Regions from separate parts of the Zea mays genome. Here region 2 is linked to region 1. The links are chromatin contacts, called in public Hi-C maps. All regions are on one chromosome and are shown on one strand. The core of a region is the stretch at or near the end of the contact, and the rest is flanking DNA. Distances in the headings are between cores, read along the strand shown. Region 1 holds the start of LOC606483 (phosphoenolpyruvate carboxylase kinase 1). Region 2 holds the start of LOC100285265 (casein kinase I).

Region 1 (3,459 bases), core at 398-2,897:
AGTCGTTGCCAAACTGCAAACCCGAAAGCATATAGTACCTCTGATCTTTTTTACCTGTCGTTTGTTAGTATTAAATTCATCTATCCAGTAACAAGTAAAAAGAAACGGAGGGAGTAATCGTTTGAAGCCTAACACATTCAGGATGTATATTTCATTCAAGGTTCCAACACAGTAGAAACTCACAGTCACAGTGAACCCGGAAGCATTTTCTCCTGAACAGAGCTAGTCGTCTCTTCCTCAGCCATAAGAAGGCTGTGCTATACACATACATGGGTTTGGGTTGCAATGCAAACAAGCTAAGACGAGCACAGGATTACTGCAGAACAGAGCAAACCCAGGAAGAGGCAGCCCTCCTAAATCCCTGCTTAGCCTAACGATTACTTCTTTCTGCGTGCTACTGGTAACCAACTACAGCACTAGTGTCCAAATTCACGATCATTTGCCAGAACCATAGCGAAGAGATCAACAGCAAAAGGTCCTTCTCTACTCCTCTTGGATTGGATGGAGGACGCCACTATGTACACTTCGGATGGAGATTCATCGGATGCGGCGCGGAGCATCTAAACCAGTCTACCGCCAGGCACACTTCCGCCGCGAGTCACAATCCATGGGTGACCTGCAGGTAGATGGAAACAGGAGGGTAAGAAGATGAGCAGACAATTCAGGCGACAGACAGACGAGATGTTGGTGCTTACTCAGGACTTGCTCGGCGGAGAGCCTGCGCCAGACGTCCCTGCAGAGCATGCGGCGCAGGAGGTCCTTGGCCTCGGGCGAGACGGCGGCGAAGGCGCGCGGAGGGAAGCGCAGGTTCCCGCGGAGCACGGCCTGGAAGATCTCCCCCGCGGTGGCGCCGGAGAAGGGCACGGTCCCGGAGAGCATCATGTAGAGCACGACCCCGGCGCTCCAGACGTCCACCTTCTCGGTGTACTCCCTGCCGGCCACCACCTCGGGCGCGACGTAGTAGGGCGTCCCGACCAGCCCCGTCATGGGCCTGCCGTCCCCGAACCAGGCGGCGGAGCCGAAGTCCCCGAGCCTGAGCGCGCCGCCGGCGGCGGCGTCGAAGAGGAGGTTGTCGGGCTTGACGTCGCGGTGCGCGACCCCGCGGCGGTGGCAGCCGGCGAGCGCGTCGGCGAGCTGCGCCATCAGCTCCGCCGCCTCGGGCTCCGGGAGCGCGCCCCGCGCGGAGACGAGCGCGAACAGGTCCCCGCCCGCGCACAGGTCCAGCACCAGGTGCACGGCGTCGGCGTCCACGAAGGCGGCGTGCAGCGCGACCACGTGGCGGCTGGCGGCAGACGCCAGGTGGTGCACCTTGGGCTCCTGCTCCGCCAGCGCCAGGTCCAGCGGGTCCGCCCGCAGCGCCGCCTTGGGCGTCGTCTTGAGCGCGAACGGCTCCCCCGTGGCGGCGGCGTAGCAGCGGCGGACCGTCCCGAACCGGCCGCGCCCGATCTCCTCGCCGACCACGTACTCCCGCCGCAACGCCTCCTCCGCGGCGCCGCCCATGCTCGTACTTGGTCCGCTCCGGTGGTCTGGTGTCTGTGTGTCCTCGGTGAGATCGGGTTAGGGTTGGGTTGGGTTGGCGTTGGCGTTGCTGCTTGTGCGCTGCTCTGGTCTCCACCCGCCGGACGCCTTTTAATGCAGCTTCGTGTTGTTCAGGTGGTGGGACTGGGTCCCAGCCTCCCCAAGGGATCCGAATATTCCACGCTGTCTCTGCTGCTGTTTTGGCATGGAGATGGAGGCAGGCACAGGCAGGGAGGTTGATTTTGACTGACAATCCAGGATTCAAGATGCCCCGACTCCGATGAATCACACACTACGTACTTGCCCAATGATTCGATATCCCCCTGTCGAAATAACTAACATAATGTATAAAATTCCCCTCAATCAAAAAGATAATTTACAAGATTCTTGCGTTTAGGATAATATAATGCGTATCATTGCCGCCCGGGAAAGGGTTTTAGATTGGGCGAGACGTGGTTTCCGGCGACCGGGCGCGGGTTTAGGGCAGGCAGATTAATGACTGATGACACGTATCTGGACAAGTGACAGCATGGCCGATGGCCCACAGCCCACATGAGGCAGTGAATTATTAGGGGGGCGTCACCACGTCAGGTCAGGTTTGCATGCATTGCAACGTGGCGTCTCTGCAGGGGGTGGGACATGCATGCATTGCATGATGTTCATGAATCATATGAACCATGCATGATTCGACTGACTCCAACCGTATCAGCATCTTCTTCTGTTTTGGTCTCTGTTAAGAAAAAAAATAAAATGACTACTGATTCTGCGTGTCATGGTGTTCTTTGAAAAGTTGCTGGCGCGAACACAAACACGCTAAAGTCCATCCATCCGTGCGTCCATTCCATGCACACGACATGGCTTCAATTTCGCGTAACGCATGCATGACTAGGGCCGTTGGAATACCTGCCTCGTGAGCGTGCATGCGCTGCCAAATGTGGCGGTAACCTGCTGCTAGCTGCTTTCGTGTCTACAAACAGCCTACTCCGTGTGCAGCGACATACGTGCGGCCGGGCAGATGAGTGGGGCATTGGCAGCCTGCAAACTGGATCGGGAAGAGACAAAAAAAAGTTAGGCTCGGGATGCATGATGCATGCCCGACTTGATTACCCGAGGACGCCTTAACCCAACCGGCCAACCTTGGTACGGACGGACACGGACGTATGCTGCTCGTTCTACTATTATTACAATATGAATATCGCGGTTCTTGGCAATGGCCAGCAACGTACGGTGATTCTTCGTCGTGTCTCTAGAGATCAATACAGTCCAGCAGCCGGACCTCCGCATTGAAGCTGGCTAGACAGCCTAGACTTGCTACAGAGTACGGAGGCACCCGACCAGCGTTCGGCGCCGCTTCCGCCGCCCCAAGGCCGGACCGCGGCCGAACCGCCGCCGTCGTCGTTGAAGGATCTCACGGGAACGTGCACAGGCTCGACCGACGCCGCCATGGGCAGGCGCGCGCACGTACGGCGAGTTCGTTCTGGACGGGACGACGAGCCGCCAGCCAGTCCAACAGCCGCGCGCGCGCGCGCAACGCCATAACGCCTCCGGCGCGGCAGCGCCCCTCTCCCACCCGCCTACCTAGTCACTGAATCCAAAACCGGGTCGGAGCGCCCCAGGACGCGCGGCAGCGCCCCCGGCTCCAGGCCGCGCTGGATTCTGGCCTGGTTCCAAGCCCGTCGACGCCGCCGCCATTTGGCCCGGCGCGCGCGCGGGTGGCGGGCTGCTGATCATATATACTAGGCAGAGAACTAGACCGGGCGGCGGACGCACACCACACGCGCCAGGCCAAGCCAGGCCAGCCGCACGCCCGCGATTTTGGCCGGGCGCGCGAGCTGGCGATCGTTCGGCCGGAGACAGCAGGCGGCACGTACGCCGCGATTTGGCCGGGCGCGCGGGTGCCGAGCTGGTGATCGTTCGGCCGGACACGCTCCGGAGTCCGGA
Region 2 (3,459 bases), core at 630-3,129, 310 kb after region 1:
GCACATCATACATTTTCTTGAAGAAAGTTTGGCATGTGGCATTTACTAAGTGTATTTAGCAACACAGATGAGTAACGCTGACCAACCTGTATGGGATGTGCTTATGAGTTTGAAGATCCCTATATTTCTTTGCGAGTCCATAGTCTATTATATATACCTGCCACAAAAGCCAATAAGTTCAACAATCATTACACCGAGAGACCTCAATCCCAGAGAGAGAGAGAGAAAAGGTGTTTTCCAGAATATAACATATTGGCAGCTATATAGACAAGGAAACCATCCAGCATTCACCGAAGGTAAAGAAATAAACTATATATAGCAGACTGTAAAATACAAGCACGCTAAGGAAATCGTCGTCGTAATCAAATACATCACATAACACACACTAACCCCAAGCCAGCCAAGTCACTAGTGCAGGATCTTTTGGGCTTCTCAAGTGCAGCAAAATGCACGTAAAAAACATTCGGCTCAAATGTAATGAGTTGGCCAGCAAGAGTGAAGCATGTATATAGGATCAGACCTGATTGGCTTTCCTACCAAGCCCCATAAGAAAATTATCAGGCTTTATATCACGGTGCAGAAACCCCTTTTGATGCATGTACTCGACCCGATTAATCTGAAAGATAAGCAAGAAACGTGTTAACACTAGCAATTTCCCTATGCACATCGAACTGAGATTAACGTTAAGAAACAAACTGGAAGAGTTTGAACAAAAATCTGGGATTTAGTGTTCACCATTTGGTCAGCAAGCATGAGCACGGTCTTGAGAGAAAACTTTCTACTGCAATAGTTGAACAAGTCCTCAAGGCTAGGGCCGAGAAGATCGATCACCATCACGTTATACTCCCCCTCAACGCCGAACCACTTCAGGTGCGGAATGCCAGCTGTGACGAAACAAAAAAAAGGGGGGGAGCGGAAGGTTAGCCCAACTCGCGCATCATGCTAGCAACTAACCACAGAGTACCGTCCCAGAAGTAAAACTGGACAGGACAGGACAGGACTCTAGGGCCTACTTCCTCCTTGGAGAAGCATGTATAGCTTGGACTCGTAGTGAAGCTGCGGGTGCTTCGTCTTGACATTTTCCTGCGCAATCGAAGCAGCAATGACGAAGTAGACCAATCATATGGTAACAAGTAAATAGCAATCGGAGAGAATCCAGTACCAGCTTGACGGCGACCTCCTCTCCGGTCTGCACGTTCACAGCTGCGAGCAGCAAAGCAACAGCAAACGAAGTGAGCGCCTTTCCGAGCGACGAGAACACACGGACGGGGCCGGCATCTTATCTTATCAGTCCGTGGAGCGGGGGGGGGGGGGGGGGGGGGGGGGGGGTAGACGACAGGGAAGGGAACTCACCTAGGAAGAGCTCCCCGAACGACCCGCTCCCGATCTTCTTGCCGAGCTTGAACTTGCCTCCGACCACATGATCCATCTCGGCCCCGAGGCGAATCGAGAGGCCTCGGTCCCCGCTAGTCCGGCGAGATCCGAGCGCGGCCGAATCGAGTCGGGATTCGCGGCAGCTGCAGCTCAGCGAGGCCAGATCCGGACGGCGAGCCGAGGAATCCACGCAGCGGCTAGCTCCAATCGAACGAACGAGCAAAGCAAGGGGGATAAGAACAAAGGAGCGAGCGAGCGAACGGACAGAAGTGGAATCTAAGTCGGGCGAAAGCGGGGCGGGTCCCGGGACCGGAGAAGCGAAGCAAGCAGCGGGGGAAAACACTCCTTACTCCGAGTGGAATTCCTGGTGGCGAGGGCACGGGCGGCGGAATCCGGAAGCGGCGGGTGGGAGAGGCAGAGGGAGGGGACGGGGAGTCGAGAGAAGACGACGACAGCAAGAAGTAGAAGAGTGGGGGAGGAGACCGACGCGGAAGGGAAAAGACGGGAGGGGGCGGAAATGGGCAGCAGCCGATAAGGAAACTGAATACTACTAACTGGGAGCAGGTTCGCACAGCACAGGCAAGGCAAGGCAAGGCAAGGCAGCGGACAGCTGCGCCCGCCTTTCGCTTTGCTCTTGTTGCTCTTCGCTTTCTCTCCGGGCCGCCACTTTTTTTCTTAATAATAATATAGTGTAAAAAAATAATACTCTCGCTCATTGAAACTCTCTGCTGTTGGGACGAAGGAAAAAAACATCTTCTTTCCCTTTTCTTTGAAAGACAGCATAACTACATTACATGTGTATTTATTTTATATGCAGGTAATGAAATGGAGTATATTATATACATGTAACAGTAATTGCCTATAAACGTACAGTAATGATTAATCCATGACGGGCTGCGCGTCCCCCATCACTCGTGTCCTCTCCACCCTTTCCTTTCGTCCCATGGAATCCGGTCTCGGTTGCAATTTTAGAGCTAGTTTGACAACCCGATTTTTATATGGAATTTTCAATTTCTCGATAGAAATAAACTAATTTCCTATGAAAAAATAAAAAACTTTGGAAAATTTGGGTTTCCAAATCAGCTATTAGAATTTCACCTTCTTTTTTTTCTTCTGGACCACCCTCGTAGAATGTTGCAGTCTCCTACTACAACAATACACGTAACCTAAACCTAAACGCGCGCAACGCAAGGCATGTCCTAGCTGCAATTAGCATCGCGTCGACCAGCAGATTTCTCTCCAATCCGGGCCGGGCCGGCCCGGCTCCCGCTTCTGTTCTGCACACGTCCCCTCGGCTTCACGTGCTTCTGCGCTCGACCACGTCGCTCTGGCTTTGGCTATGCTTTGCTGTGCATCGGCGGAGTCCAACACTAGATATTTTGTCTAATAATTTAGTTCACCTACTCCACTGCAACTCTTAATTGTTTTTTTTGCATATTTTTGTCATTAATTCTCAGACCGTTTAGGTCCGATGAAAAAAATCACTTGTTGCGAACACTATTCTCAACCAACAATAAAATACATGGCATGTCTCATGTAAAAATACGGTGCAGAAAATGCATGCGTACATGGGAAGGGAGTCACGTAACTATAGTTTTATTTTGCTGAAATATAATAGCTTGTTTAGCTTGCGAGCTGACTCGTTAACAAAATGAGCTAGAATGCTAGCATAGTTTATAAAAAAATCAAACAAATTGATTCGACTCGACCATGAAATAAACGAGCCGACGAGACAAGAGCATTTTCTCCAACCCTATATTACATGTAAGGTGAAGAAAAAAAAAAGAACAGGATGGGGTAATTGAATGTAAATGAATGAAAAGGAAAAATGGTCGGCGCGGCGCGTAGCTTCCACGCAGAAACCCCTCGATCTGATGCAAAAGGTCCTGGTGCTCTTTCTTGCGATGCTTCCTTTTTATCTTCTTCTGTTTTACAAGCGAAAGCCCTGCATTTTCCTCGTGGCGACACTTGGACCGAGGGCTCTCATAACCCAAGAGCAGCACGTGCTCGTGGATTGACAGGGTCGTCTCGTGGGCCGAGACGGGGCACGACACCGCCATCTCGCCGCTGATCGAGGATCCAGCA

What was found. Hi-C and Micro-C count contacts between places; a contact is called where the count stands out from the background.
Region 2: a contact with region 1 is called in a Hi-C map of tassel, with 2.1 times the contacts expected there. The contact joins the promoter of LOC100285265 here to the promoter of LOC606483 in region 1. A contact is called at or near these places in 3 of 25 Hi-C or Micro-C datasets (leaf and tassel).

What each region holds. Positions count from the first base shown.
Region 1 is chr5:223,123,693-223,127,151 of Zm-B73-REFERENCE-NAM-5.0, forward strand. It overlaps LOC606483 (phosphoenolpyruvate carboxylase kinase 1), which reads right to left and starts at 1,648. Exons shown (of 2, transcript NM_001158445.2): 1 at 696-1,648; 2 at 194-616. The coding sequence starts at 1,500. The coding sequence ends at 561.
Region 2 is chr5:223,434,604-223,438,062 of Zm-B73-REFERENCE-NAM-5.0, forward strand. It overlaps LOC100285265 (casein kinase I), which reads right to left and starts at 1,880. Exons shown (of 14, transcript NM_001158159.2): 1 at 1,354-1,880; 2 at 1,163-1,203; 3 at 1,014-1,083; 4 at 736-884; 5 at 521-616; 6 at 87-157. The coding sequence starts at 1,429.